Linked DNA regions of Mus musculus: all the other regions are linked to region 1. The links are chromatin contacts, called in public HiChIP or PLAC-seq and promoter capture Hi-C maps. All regions are on one chromosome and are shown on one strand. Each heading gives the region's core, a stretch centred on a gene start, on an enhancer-like site or on the middle of the called end of the contact. The rest is flanking DNA. Distances are from core to core; before and after follow the strand shown.

Evidence for each region. Promoter capture Hi-C pulls out the DNA fragments that hold promoters and counts their contacts. HiChIP or PLAC-seq counts read pairs in DNA pulled down with a chosen protein or histone mark. Capture Hi-C pulls out chosen DNA fragments and counts their contacts.
Region 2: a contact with region 1 is called in an H3K27ac HiChIP or PLAC-seq map of embryonic stem cells, with 5 times the contacts expected there. The contact joins the promoter of Dcaf4 here to the promoter of Srsf5 in region 1. A contact is called at or near these places in 4 of 115 datasets of contacts at active chromatin or transcription factors (astrocytes, embryonic stem cells, extraembryonic endoderm stem cells and 1 more).
Region 3: a promoter capture Hi-C map of pre-B cells shows a contact between it and region 1, with 6 times the contacts expected there. The contact joins the promoter of Dpf3 here to the promoter of Srsf5 in region 1. A contact is called at or near these places in 2 of 39 promoter capture datasets (embryonic stem cells and pre-B cells) and 1 of 484 Hi-C or Micro-C datasets (embryonic stem cells).
Region 4: a contact with region 1 is called in a promoter capture Hi-C map of adipose tissue. The contact joins the promoter of Eif2s1 here to the promoter of Srsf5 in region 1. A contact is called at or near these places in 5 of 484 Hi-C or Micro-C datasets (CD4 T cells, CD8 T cells, natural killer cells and 1 more), 1 of 115 datasets of contacts at active chromatin or transcription factors (cardiomyocytes) and 2 of 9 other capture datasets (adipose tissue and liver).

What each region holds. Positions count from the first base shown.
Region 1 is chr12:80,943,957-80,947,477 of GRCm38.p6, forward strand. Srsf5 (serine and arginine-rich splicing factor 5) reads left to right here and starts at 1,543. Exons shown (of 8, transcript NM_001079694.2): 1 at 1,543-1,716; 2 at 2,620-2,764; 3 at 3,355-3,425. The coding sequence starts at 2,639. It overlaps Gm20337 (predicted gene, 20337), which reads right to left and starts at 1,443. Exons shown (of 3, transcript NR_045057.1): 1 at 781-1,443.
Region 2 is chr12:83,518,835-83,522,355 of GRCm38.p6, forward strand. Dcaf4 (DDB1 and CUL4 associated factor 4) reads left to right here and starts at 1,632. Exons shown (of 14, transcript NM_030246.2): 1 at 1,632-1,783.
Region 3 is chr12:83,485,797-83,489,317 of GRCm38.p6, forward strand. It overlaps Dpf3 (D4, zinc and double PHD fingers, family 3), which reads right to left and starts at 1,940. Exons shown (of 11, transcript NM_001267625.1): 1 at 1,881-1,940. The coding sequence starts at 1,912.
Region 4 is chr12:78,860,248-78,863,768 of GRCm38.p6, forward strand. Eif2s1 (eukaryotic translation initiation factor 2, subunit 1 alpha) reads left to right here and starts at 1,825. Exons shown (of 8, transcript NM_026114.3): 1 at 1,825-1,933. Atp6v1d (ATPase, H+ transporting, lysosomal V1 subunit D) reads right to left here and starts at 1,391. Exons shown (of 9, transcript NM_023721.2): 1 at 1,172-1,391. The coding sequence starts at 1,212.

The DNA.
Region 1 (3,521 bases), core at 293-2,792:
CACTGCCCGCTACATGTTTTTTAATGGGTCCACTGATGCTGTTTTTATTTGCATAGTTAACTGAATAGACAAGCTTATTCCACGTGAATGAGGTCAGACCCAGGGTTGCTCTGCTCCTTCTTGAGCTATCAGTTCATCCCTGTGACCCTAGCTGAAATTGTGTGACTCTATTCTAGGTACATCTCAAAATCTAGATGATGCCTTAGGTTACAGATAAAAATATTAAAGAGAAGTAGCCTTTTTCACAACAACAACAGTCTTTATTGTCAATGTTTCTAGACCTCCCAACCTCACTGGGGAAGGCTGGATAGAGTTACCGATGTGGACTGCTGTGTATTACATCCATGCTGGAAGCATAAACTCTATTTCTCAATAACTGTTGATTTCGACTCTTTTTTTTTTTTTTTTTTTTTTTTGGTTCTTTGACTCAGGGTTTTCCTGGCTGTCTTGGACTTTGTAGATAAGGTAGGCCTGGAACTCACAGAGATGATTAAAGGCTGAAGCTACCACCGTCCACCTAACTATTGAGATTGAGACCTGGACAGAAAGGAATGGACAATGGCCAGTTGGATTTAGAAACAACTTGAAATCTTTCCCAGCTAGCTGAGCCAAGATTGGCCCTAGGGATTCAATATATAGGAGCGTTTTTTGTTTTTTTTTTTTTTACCCACAGTACCAATTTCATTATTTCACCACGTGAAATCTCTCCTTTAGTAGAAAACAATTCAGTTCCTTAGGCTGATCAGAACAAAAACCACAACACTGAAAGAATTCACTTACTTGAGCCTCAGAGAACCCTCTCTCTCTCTCTTTTTTCCGAGGCAGGATTTCTCTGTGTAGACCAGGCTGTCCTGGAACTCACTCTGTAGACCAGGCTGGCCTTGAACTCAGAAATCCTCCTGCCTCTGCCTCCCAAGTGCTAGGATTAAAGGCGTGTGCCACCACGCCCGGCTAAGAACCCTCTCTTGAAGGACATTGATAAGTACAATTTGCAGAAGAGGCTAAAGAGAGAAAGAAAGAAAGAAAGAAAGAAAGAAAGAAAGAAAGGAAGGAAGGAAGGAAGGAAGGAAGAAAGAAAGAAAGAAAGAAAGAAAGAAAGAAAGAAAGAAAGAAAGAAAGAAAGAAAGAAAGAAAGAAAGAATTGGACCTGGTGCTCGGGCCAATAATCCTATCACACTGAAGGCGGACCGGCTGGATCGCTGAGCTCAAGGCTAGCCAGGACTGCTTAGCGAGACCGACTATGTAAATGAATTTTTAAAAGAAACAGGTGATTTTTGAAAAGCCTGGGTTTCTTGGTAATCTTCGAGGGACCTAAGAAAAAGTTTAAATACATCTTTTCGTATCCAAAGAAGTGTCCCGGTGTATCCTGCCAACTGAACGAACGTTTCTAGTCCTCCCACCACCCACTGCTCTCGCCAGGGGTCGCGGTAAGGAAGCCCCGCCCTACTAGAACTTCCGGCTCCCAGGAACCGTCTGTCCTCAGCTCCAAGTGGGCGGTCCCCGAGCTTCTGGCACCGCCCCGGAAGTGACGCCAGGACGTCCCTTCCATTTTGTGCAACGTCCGAGCTGCTAAGTGCGTCAGTTGTGGAGAGACTGTAGACGAGTTGGGTTCGTGTGTATGTGTGTTGTGTGTGTGTTTGTGTAGGGAGGCAGACAGCTCCGTCGCAGACTACGGACCTCTCCGGGGTCTCAGCCGCCAAAGACCCTGTCCGGTAGGTGAGTGGCACGCTTTGAGGGCAAGGCTTCTCGGATCGAGGCTTCTTCATGGCCGCTCGGGTCGCAAGTGGCCGGGGCTTCGCTCTTTGCGGAGGACGGCGACTCAGAGAGCGCAGTTGATTTGAGGTGGGCGCTGGGGCACGTCTCCCTGTGGGTGTTGCGTGAGGGGGACACGAGGCGGAAGGGCGGGCGTGGGGAGGGCGTTTGTGTCGGGAAGCAGCGCGCCCCTCCCTGCCGCCCTTAATGGCTCTCATCGAGGCCCGGACGCCGGGGAGCCGGCCTGGCCCAGGGCAGCTTAGGGTTTCCCCCCGTGGGCCGGCGCAGGCGCAGCGCTCTGGGCCCCGGGCTTGCCCGTGTCTCGGGGGCACGCAGCTCGGCTCGCTACGCTCCTCCCCCCCCCACACCCCGCCGCATACTTCGGCCGTCGCCATTTTGTGCTGCGAACGCGCCCCGTCGCCCACTGCGCAGGCTCGGTGGTGGCGTCGCGAGATTCCGGCTTGTGACGCGCGGGGAGGCCGCGACGCGGGCGCGGCCGGCTGCTATTGGACCAGGCCTGGCAGAGGGCGGGCTCGGCTCCGCCCGCATTTCTCGGCCTGGCCTTAACTGCGGCAGATGGGAGGGGAACCCCGGGATCCGGGGACAGCGTGTGCGGCTGCGCAGTCTAGAAAGGTGGCTACTGGCGTTGTGGTGGGCTGCCGTGTGGAACCTGGGAAGGGGGTCTTTTGGAGAGTTAAGTTTTAACTTGGAATTTGAATGTGGTGGTCGTGAACGACTTAAAAGGTACATGGCGACCTTGTTAGTAGAGTTGGTAAACGTGGGGTGTGTTTGACTGCTTGACTGAACATCCCCCACCCCCATGGTGTCAATCGTTGATATTGTCTCGATTCAATTACTGCCTAACAGGAAACACTAGCCGGGCATCATGAGTGGCTGTCGAGTGTTCATTGGGAGACTAAATCCAGCAGCGAGGGAGAAAGATGTGGAAAGATTCTTCAAGGGTTACGGACGGATCCGAGATATTGACTTGAAAAGAGGTTTTGGTTTTGTGGTAAGTACTTGAAACTGAGTTGAATTATCTGTCGAGAAGTTAGGTAACTTTGTGGTGGTGACACATGCCTTTGGTCTCTGGCCCTTGGGAGGCAGGGGCAAGCCAATCCACAGAGAAACCCTGTCTCCAAAAAAAGAAAAAAAAAAAAAACAAAGTGGGTAGAGCTCTTGTGATGAGCATGGACTCTGAGTCCATGTGAATTGTTTTCCCAGAAAGATGTTAGAAGTGGCCAAGAAGCAGTGGCTTCTGTTAAGAAGTTAAAGTAACTGCTGGCTGGAGTTGATTCTCAGTCATCCCTAGCTTAGGGTTATAGTATCTGAGTGTAAGGTATATCTTAACACTTCCATGATTTTTTTTTTAAATTTATTTTTTATTTTTTTGGTTTTTCGAGACAGGGCTTCTCTGTATAGCTCTGGCTGTCCTGGAACTCACTTTGTAGACCAGGCTGGCCTCGAACTCAGGAATCTGTCTGCCTCCCGAGTGCTGGGATTAAATTAAAGGCGTGCGCCACCACGCTCGGCTTCCATGATCTTAATGTGCTGTAGAATGCATGCACGTCCAAAAGCTCTACTCTTACTGCTACATTTTAGGAATTTGAGGACCCAAGGGATGCAGATGATGCTGTTTATGAACTTGATGGGAAGGAACTTTGCAGTGAAAGGTAAGCATGATTGGTTTATAAGTAGTTCTCCCAGGGAAGTAGAGCAGAGTAGACATTTGCATATGTAAGTGCTCTCATGTGTAGTGTGTGAATGCT
Region 2 (3,521 bases), core at 382-2,881, 2.6 Mb after region 1:
CCTCTGCCTTCCAAGTGCTGTTTTGTTTTTCATTTTATTTTGAATTGGTGGTGGTGGTGGTGGTGGTGGTGTGTGTGTGTGGCTTCCTTTCACCTCTGGATATTATACACTATCTAGACACCGAGTTAAATTTGTAACTCTGGCTGCTTAGTCACTGGAAGCCATAAGCCAAGCACCTGATTTGGGGTCATACATAGCCTTTACTCTTCAGGACTTCCTTTTTCAGCATTACTTTCTACCCTCACTTTACCTGAGAGAAAACAGAGTCGGGCCATGCCGCTTGACTTGCTTCTGACCATGGTTCCTTTGTGAAGTGAGTGTATATTACAGGTTTCCAAGGCAAAACTGGTGTCCACCCAGTTCCCATGGTGGGAATTCAGTGAATCCTGTCAATGGGGTCAGTCAGCTGCCTGTTTGCCAATCCTTCACAAGCCTCCCATGGCCGCCTCCTCCTCCCCCCTCCTCCTCAGTCCTCCAGGGTCCTCAAGGCTTCAGTTTACAAATCCTGCCTTCCTCCTCCCAGAATTCAGGTCAGAGATTCTCCTATTGTTATGTCTCCCATCTGCCCACAGCTTTACCCAACAAGGCTCCAGTCTCTGAGGTCCCATGGTTTTCCATGCCTCTGAGGCTGTTCTCCAGCCTCAACCACTTTGCTAAAGATTCCAAGGTCCTCACAGCCAGTCCAACCAGTAGCTGAAACAGGCTTCCAGCCACATCTTCTTTGAAGTCTGCTTTGTCCTTTTCTGGCAGTTCAAGCTCCGGGAAGCAGTAGTGCTCACTTCTCTCGTTTCCCTCAGAACCTAGCACTCTGCATATCCCTGCACACGTCTGTAAACTTGCTACAGGCTGAAGTGTTTTCATAGGCCCACATCTATGATCACTAATAGCTAGCTTCTAGCGGTCCAGCATCAGGAGCCTGGGCGAGCACCGCACACAATGAATCTCAGGAAGGGATTCTGTTCTCCAAATGCAATTAAGATCAAGGCTGTTGGTGGTCCCCACTTAGCCTGACCTATTTGAACCCATTCTGCTCTCACTACTATCACTTCTGACCTGTTACAAACTCCGTCTTCTTTGCAGTGGTACTCTGGGGTGGTTTTCTGACCAAGGCACACGTGTACCATTCTAGAAATATTACCTGTACAAACTTTGGGCTGGAGATCATTGACAATATTTGTTCAACTTTCTTGTTACAGTGGAAGAAATTAAGGCCCAGAGAAGTGATAAGCACACCTTAGGTCACATAGCAAGGAGGAAACAACCTGACCTAGATTCAAGGAGCCTCCCGGCACCGGCAACTGCGTCCCAAAGTCTTTTTCGCTTTCCTCCTCAGAGTCTCCTTTGCTCTTTCCACAAAACAATCATCTTCCCTCTCTCACATATCAGTGTTAACTCGGGCCTGTGTACCAGCTCCAAGCCGAGAGAAATTTCTCGGGATATGATCCGCAGTAAGAAGGAAGACTCACTGTCAAGAGAGTACCAGGGACTCTGAGGAGGCGGTAGCAATCTCTAGCCCCGCCCCAAAGCGCATCAGACCCCGCCCCTAAGCGTGCCAAGCCCGGGCACGCTCGACCAGGACAAGGCGGAAATCCTAAGTCCCGCCCTCCGTAAAGACCGCCCCTACTGACATGGACAGGCAGAAGCCTAATTCAATGAGAAGAAAGAACCGGCCGCTTTAGTCCTATGGGGTGCGACAACACAACATGAGGGTCTTTCCGGATCTTTGCACGCCCCTGGGTGCTCCAGCCCAGAAGTGTCGTAGCTGAGAGGACCATCTGTGCAGGTAAGGCTGTTCCCATGCGTGGCGTGCATCTGGGCGCCGACGGAGGGTGCCGCTGTACCCACGCAGAGGACAGAGAAGGCAAGGCTGAAGGCAGGAGGAGTGAGCGTGCCATACAAGGCCGGAGTGGGCGTGGGCCAGGACCTGGCGAGTCCTGCGGCGTCCCCAGGATCCCCTTGCAGAGTCCAGCCTGCAGTAGACCTCTGCCTCTGTTGAAATTTGGGCTGTGAAGAAACACGAGGCCAGGAGGCCAATAGTACTTTATGGTATAAATTTTGGAAGTTTATGTTTTTGGTTTTTTTGTTTTTTGGTTTTTCGAGGCAGGGTTTCTCTGTGTAGCCGTGGCTGTCCTGGAACTCACTCTGTAGACCAGGCTGCTGGCCTTGAACTCAGAAATCCGCCTTCTGCCTCCCAAGTGCTGGGATTTTGCTTTTTTTTTTTTTAAAGGCTTCTTTTATGTATGTGGATATTTGGCGTGCATACATGAGTGTACTTCGAACAAGCCTGGTGTTCAGGGAGGCCAGAAGAGATCAGTGAGATCTCCTCCAGCTGGATGATCGTGAGCCGCCCTGCGGGGTGCTAGGATTTGAACCTGGGTCCTCAGCTTTCTTAACCACTAAGACATCTACACACACACACCTTTTAAAAGAGCTTTTATTTTTAATTGTGTATGTGGGTGTGTGTGCTTACATGTGTCTGTGGAAGATCCAAGAGACCCAAATGTGTCAAACTCCTGAAACTGTAATTTGAGACGTTGTGAGCTCCTGAACTCTGAAGAACAGCAAGTGCTCTTAACTGCTGAGCTATCTCTCCAACCCTAGCGGTATCTTTATAAGACACAGAAAGAGAGGTTACGTGGTGGCTTGCCTGAGGTTGTGTGCAGGCTGGTATTTGGAAAAGTTAGGAAGCCCAGATGTGGACCAGCCTCCATTCCCTGCCACAGTAAGATGGGTGTTAGTGAGAAACGAAGCCTTTCCACACCAGTTCTAGTGACTTTGGGGAGCGCCACAACTCCCTCCACCTTGGATGACCAGACACAGCCTTGTGTGTGGAGCAAGGCAGTAAGAAGAAAAACATAAAACAAAACAACTAACAACTCCAAGTCAGCTACTCGGAGAAGACAAAAATCCCACGACCTGGAAATCCAGTTGTCGATAACAGTGGAAAGTAATCGAGGTGGTGTCTTTTGGCTGATGGAGCCTACAAGTGCAGGATGCTCCTGTATCTCTAATGCGACTTTGTTAGTCAGGTATTGTTAGTTCTATAAGCCTCGGTTTCCATGCTGTGTAGTAGGGTTAGCTTATTATGGTTGTGTATTTGTGTGTATGTATAATGTATGTGTGTAAGTGAAGGTTAGGGGGCAACTTTGTGGAGTTGGGTCTCCTGTGGATTTTTATTTTTTCAGTTTTTTTTAAAAAGATTTATTTATTTATTATATGTAAGTACACTGTAGCTGTCTTCAGACACACCAGAAGAGGGAGTCAGATCTCATTACGGATGGTTGTGAGCCACCATGTGGTTGCTGGGATTTGAACTCAGGACCTTTGGAAGAGCAGTCGGATGCTCTTACCTGCTGAGCCATCTCACCAGCCCCTGATTTTTGTTTTTTTGTTTTTGTTTTTTTGAGACAGGGTTTTTCTGTATAGCCCTGGCTGTTCTGGAACTCACTTTGTAGACCAGGCTGGCCTCGAACTCAGAAATTCGCCTGTCTCCTGCCTCCCGAGTGCTGAAATTAAAGGCA
Region 3 (3,521 bases), core at 690-3,189, 2.5 Mb after region 1:
TGGGGGACCCAGGAGTGTGGAGCTCCTGCGCGCGCCCGAGCGTAAGCCCGCTCCCGGGCATCAAGGATGCCGCTTTGCCAATGAAGAACCCTGTACACATAGCAAATAGATCTCTCCGACTTGAGTTTACCAAGCAGCATCAGCTCGGCTACGTGATTTCGGCTGGAAATGAGGAAATTGCAAATCAGCTGTGTGTGGGTTCTGGAGAAACTCCCAGCCCCAGCGGTGTGGCGGCGGGAGTCGGCGAGGAGCGGGGAAGTTACGCCCATTTCTTCTGCCATAAAACAATTTCTCTCTTCGGTGAGACGCTGTCGCGAGTGCAAAGTAGCTGAGCTTCCGAACGAGAACGGGAGCCAGGAACTCGCATCAAGCTCAGCCTCCGTCTTTACAGCAATATCTCATGGAAACTCCAAGATCTGGGACATCCCTGCCCTATTCCTGGTTGTTGGCTGGTGCAAACGCAGCGGGTTCTCCCTACGGGTTTCTTGGCACTAGGAATCCCACGCACACTCTCTCGCCGCCGCCCTGCTGCTCCCCAAAGCGAACGGTGTTTTCGACTCCCATAGCCAGGGACGCTGTAGCGCGCAGCTAAAAGAGCCAAGATCGACCACTGACACACACCGGGAAGAATTGGCACTAAACACCCACGCTCACCCTCCGACTCCCACTGGCTTTCATCAGGGCGGGGAAGTCCTAGTACACCGGGCACCCACTGGGTGCCCACGCCGCGCCGCGATTCCCAAGGATCCACCCTCTGCCAACATGCCTGCCAATAGCGCCCCTTGAGAGCCACACTAGTTTTCCGAGGCCACCCCCGGCTCCGCGATCACCCGCGGACTTGCGGCTTCATATTCAGTCCACCGACTGGAAGAAGGAAGGAAGGAAGGAAGGAAGGAAGGAAGGAAGGAAGGAAGGAAGACCGGCGGGCAGGCAGCTCCGATCGGGAACCGGCCCCCGCGAGTCCTTGCGCAGCCCGCCCCCCTGTGTCCGCTCAAAGTCTCCGGGAGGCACCTGCCCCTCGCTGTCGCCAGAGCCCTCCACCGCCGCCTCCACCGCCTCGGCTTTTCACCCAGAGCAGGCAAGCACACCATTTATAAGACCTGCAGTTTCCCTGCCTCCATATCAACCCCAAGTTAACCCGGATCGTTAATTTACTAGAGCCAGTTAGCCTACAAATACACAGACACACCGGCGACCGCCCGGAGCGCCTGCCTGATCCCCGGCTGCCGGAGTGGAAAAGCCCGGGGCAAGCACCTGGGCCCCAGGACTCCCGGGACCCGCCGCTCCGCGCGCTGTCCTCCCAACTCCGGAAGGTTTACACAAACTCCCTGCGAGAGCTCGGAAGGCAGAGCGAACGCCCTGCAAAACTCCGCAGCCGCTGCGGTCCGTCTGCCCGCCTGGGTGGACGAGCAGCGGGGCCGGGAAGGTTCGGGCTTGGAGTGCAGGGCTCAGCCGAGCGCACGACGCGGTCTCTGCCCCGCGCTCCGGCCAGGCTCAGCCAACCCCGCGCTCTGGCCAGCCTCAGCCAGCTCCGCGCGGCGCCGGGAGAGGCAGGGGACTCCGAGAACCGTGAAGACCCGGGCTGCTCACGACCCCCGCAGCTCCTGAGCCGGCGCCGCCGCTCTGTGTTCCCTCCCGGTCCCGGTCAGCCAATTAAGCAGAACACAAATGTAACAATTTTCTTTTTGTTAATTGCATCTCCTGACATTTCTGCGCGCTGGGAGGAAAAAAAAAGATGAAGAAGTAAGAGCAGGAAGAAAAGAGGAGCCCGGGCGCAGCGGGAGGTGTCTGCGAGAGCCGGGCGCCGGCTGCGCTCCACAAGGCGCCTTTTTTTCATATTGAAACCACGCGGAATATGTACATTTTTTAGTCTTACTTACGCTTTCAGGGGGTTGTGAATGACAGTCGCCATTTTGCTACAATGTAACAGAATATTGTCTGTCTCAGAGTTCTAAAGGTTCGCTCAGGGGAAGCGGCAGGCCAATCAGAGCACGGGATACCGGCCTACCGGCCAATCGGCGCGGCTGGTCGCCAAGTGGGCGGGGCCTGCGTGGTGGTAGTTATTAGGGGAGCTGTCAAAGCCCAGAGGTCACTCCCTTTTGTAGAGCCCGAGAGCGAGCAGGTCTTAAAGGGGCAGTACCGTGTTAGTAGCGCCCTTTTAGATTGGAACTCGTGGAGACAACATGGGAGAGCATTCTCGCTTAGTTGGAGTCCCTACTTTGCTAAATAACTGCAGAGTTTGCGCTCCTGGACAAGAATATTTACATAGTGCCAACAAAACCACTTAACCCCATTCATTAGCTCTGGGCTTTGTAAATCACGGTTTTTAACCCCCGAGCTCCTTGTACACCACCGTGTTGCAGTGCAAAAAGTTGGAAGGCTGCAGTTTCCTCCAAGAAATTACTACTCGTGTTCCACTGTTTGCTAATAATGTTCTGGGTTCCGCGGCTGTTCAATATTCTTGTTCCCGAAGTGTTTTCTTGATCTCAGCCACCTTCCCCGGGCGGTTTCTGAGAACTGGAGAGTCCAGGACAGCAACTCCCTTCCTCCTGGAATGTCTCAGTGTCAGGCTTGCGGACAGCCACGGCTTTTGTTACGTAATTCACGGGTGGTCACTCCGCGCGGTCCCCTACGACCACCGTTCTCCACTGTCAACGATTCACACTGATCTGACATGGCCAGCTTGGGAGCGAAGTGAGACCTGGCGCTTTTTAGGCAGAAGGTTGGGGAAATTTTGAGGCAACTTTAGGAAACGCAGCTAGGGAAGTCAGTAACTATGCAAAAATTGTTAGAGCCTGAGGTAGGTGTTGCCTGAGTCCCCTCTGGGAACGGCTCTGAGAATTCAGGCGTCACCTTTCTGGACTAAGATAGGAGGTGAAAAGAATTTGCAAGTGAATGTTCAGACGTGACTCCTGGCTTCCCCAGTATGCGGCTGCTCAGAATCTGATAAACCCCAGAAGAAACTGAGAGACTTCTGCGAACTCAGACTTCCACGGAGCACAGGGAGACTCGGAGTGGGCGAAAACTCATGAAATCACTTAGAGGGCACAGGCATCGTTAGCTTATAGAAGCCGGGCTATGGCCCCCTTGGCTGTTTAATCAGGTCAAATAGCTGGGGGCTGGGAAGTGAAAAGGAAACCGAGAGATGCTGAATTGCAGTTCACAATTCCACCTGCTCTCGCCTTTTACGACTCTCGATGAATAAAGTAAAATACAATTACAAAGCAGTCCAGAACTTTCAGATTCCAGCTCCATTCACTATTAGAGTTACAGATAAGCCCAGCAAAGCTGAGTGAGTCTGTGCGTGCAGACTGGAAATATTTAACTCTTTGTTTGCCTAGTAGGGTGATGTTCTCCCACCCTCTCTTCTCGTTACAGAGTCTCATGTTGAGAAAACTGGCATTAATGAATTCTAAACAGAACCAGGTACAATGGTGCTCCCTTAAAGTTCAAAACCAGCCTGAACTACATATGGATACCCACCCCCCAACATGGAAACCCAGTCTCATCTCCCTGTCTCC
Region 4 (3,521 bases), core at 575-3,074, 2.1 Mb before region 1:
TAAAAGTGTTTTGTTTTGTTTTTAAATAATTAAACCCTTTCATTCACTCAGAGCTACATATACCCTGGCAGAGACAGAAACTCATTCTGTGGTTTAAATGAAACTATTTAAGAGTCCTTGGGTCTATAAGTAAAAAGGCATAGGATAAGGTAAACAATACAGTCTGTCTCTCTCTCTCTCTCTCTCTCACACACACACACACACACACACACACACACACACACACACACGCAAAACCCTAAACAGGCCCCAAAACAGGACCACAGTGAGAGACCTAATTATCAGAATAAAAACTGATTTCCTTCTTCAGGAACAATTGAAGATGAGAGCACAAATACCCTTTTCTTTCCACAAGTTATTATATGTATTTGAGAAAACTTCAAGTTTTCACTTCATCACTTCTCCTAACAAGGATGTTAACCCAAAGCAGAAAGGCGGCCTGTAACTGAGCACATCCCAAGCAAGGGTTCAAGGAACAATTTTCTGTGGACCTTCTATGCATTAAAAAGATGCCTCCTTCATCCAGGAGACAGCCCAAATAAATACCCGCGTGACAGTGTCATGAGTGACACTTGCTAGACGTAAAGAGTGCAGTCATCACAGGGCTATAGGAATACCTCAGAAATGCAGGGATATCTTCCCACAGCAAATAACACTTGACGGGATCCAAGACTGAAACCTACAGCTGCGAGAGGGTGACACATTCAATGTCACTTTGGCTGAGGGGCCTTCTAGCTGCTTCCCTGTCACATAACTTCCCGTCTGGGAGCTTTGGTCAGACCTCAGCGTCTACATCTCAATCCTCAGCAATGATGAGCCCTGGGAGGTAGAGATGGCGCCGACGGCTCAGTTATGTAAACTCCGTGTGTGGCTCAAAGGGTGTGCGGAATGAGTGAGTAAAGGCATCGACCTCCAAAAGCTGCCAGCAGGTGAACCCCCTTTTCCTGTGGACTGGAACCACTTTCTCCGGCCTCTTCTCTCAGAAACAGCAGGGGAGGGGAGCGTTGGAAAGAAACCTCGCTCGGAACTCAGAGGAAACGAAGACCCTGGGGAAAGCTCAAGGAGCGACCCAGAAACCAAGGAACCTTGCTGGTGGCCAAGGGTACGCAGGAATGCGCGCCGGGAAGATGTGCCTGAACACGGTTGTCGCTTGTCCTAGTCTTTAACTTACATTCGCGAAGGGAAGATTTCAATCCGGTCTTTGCCCGACATCCTGACGGTGACTCGGCTCGGGCCCCCCGGCGAGACAATCGGGACCGCAACACCTCCAGAACCGGTTACCCCAGTGCCCGCCTCCACGGGAGTCAGCTGACCGGGTCACTTGACAACTGCGTTGCTAAGAGGCAACCAGGAAACCGGTTCCCACTTCCGGTTCCTGTTGGGCGAGGACTGAGGGAGGGGGAGGAGACGGAATGCCCGGATGTGGAAGCGCGCACAGTCCGGAATTCCGGGTCTCTCCACCGCCCCTCCCTCCGGCGAGTCGCCGGCACCCAGCACGCTCTGAGGGATGGGTCAGGAGAGGATCACGCTCCTCCTCTTCCTCGGCTTTCCGCCATTCGTCACAGCGCCCTCTCTTGGTTGACTAAAACTTAAAGCGATCATCCTGGAGCAAGAAACAGAAACTTACCTCTCCTTTAAACCTAGCAAGTTCCCTCCGCAAAAAAATCTATAAATACCAGGGGCAGTGACTCTTCAGCTCGTCCCTTGGTTCACACCGCCCATATTAGGAGGACCAAGACTCTATGGTTAGTGGCAACGAAGGATCCTTTTCTGTCGGCGCCTGCGCAGTGAGAGGTGGCTCCGCATGCGCGCTGGGTTGGGCGAAGCGCACGCTGAGGAGCTTCGGCGTCCGGGGTTGGTGTTCCGAGTCTCCTCGTTGCCACTAAGCAGCACGGCGTGGGACCCTACTTCGGGATTCACACATCCACTTCAGGTGACCGGCCCCGCAGCTTGCTCTCCCCGAGGATTCGCCTTGGTTTTGTCCAGTGCGGCTAGGCCCCGGGCTACCCCCCCTTTCCCGTTCTTGCGCGGGAAGTGTCTGGACCCCGTCGCCACCGCCCGCTGGTGATTTCCTGCGCCCTCTCGCCAGCCGGTGTCTGCTCCTGCGAGCCAGAAACGTGGCTGGACGGGCGGAGGAACCCCTGAAGGAACGTGGGCCAAGTAGATTTTTACAGCCTCCTTAAAGATGTCTTGTGGTGGGGAGGCCTCTGGAGAACCCTCGACTCCAGTCCCACTCCTAGTTCAAGACGATTGCTTTTACCGGACCGGAGAATTTGGGCTTTTTTTTTTTTTCTTTCTTTTATCCTTCTTTTCAGCCCCAAGATACTGCCAAAACTTTTCTCTCTGTGGAGACTGAACTTTTCGCCAAAGAAACAATAGGATAAACCACCATATTTAAGTTAAAAAAAAGTCCAAAATGGAACTATTAGTGTTGAGGTCGTTAAGTTTTCGCTCTAGCTGTGCATTTCTGTATGAGTGAATTCCTGGAATTTAAAATCAGCTGTTGAAGTTATTTGCCCTGTTTGGGTAACTGCGAAAATAAAACTGGAGTTTTGTAATTATGGACGCTGAAAGCGTAAAACTTTAGAGTTAAGTGTGTACTCGCATTGGGGCTCTTAAACACCCCCTTATATTTAGGATGCTTTAATTTCCACTAAGGAACAAACATTGTTTCTTGAAGAAAGGGTACATCAGAAAAGTCTTGATTTTTCTCCTCCTCAAGTTGTTGTTAAAGAGGTGGAGACCCTCGACAGTTCATCAAAAATGTCAGTTATGAAATTGTAGTGCTTTTTCTGTGCCTATGATGCCAGATGGTGGGCCCTGATTCTCAAAAGACTTAGTTGTACTAGTAAACTTTAGAGCTGAACAGCGTTTTCCCAGCGTGGTACATTTTATTTTGGAATGTTCATTGCCCATATCTGCTATGGTGACATGACAATGTACCGACTCTAGAAGTTAACAGGGGCAAAATACTAATAATGCAAGGTATTTGAAACTAGCTTTGAAGTGTGTTTTTGTTTGTTTACATCAGAACACATACAGTCTGTATGGCATTAACTACAGAAGTGGGATCCCTTGTGAGAGGTGTGAGGTACACATATCTTTAATCCCAGCACTGAAAATGCTTGAGGCCAGCCAGAGCTGCACAGTGAAACCCTGTCTCTAAAGGGGGGGTGGGAGAGCCCTTAACATTGTCATACTGTGTGTGATACAGGGAAACTTTGTGGATATCAGATTTTGTGTTAAAGACTTGAGTTTAGTTCTTGTTTTTAGTGTATATTATGTATCTGTCTTTGAAGTCACTTATATTTCTGTTCCTTGGTTTCCTGTTAATACTTTTTTGGGCCTTTTCAGAACACCTTGTAATCCTAATTTGTTTTCCCACTAGTACTTAATTCCCTAGGGAGGGATTTTTGTGTCAGAATTGCTTAATACTAAGTAATGACTACCCCCAAAATTGTTTTAACAGATTAAATTGCAAAATGAAAAAAGTCAGAATGCTTTGAAAATTATCAAAAAGG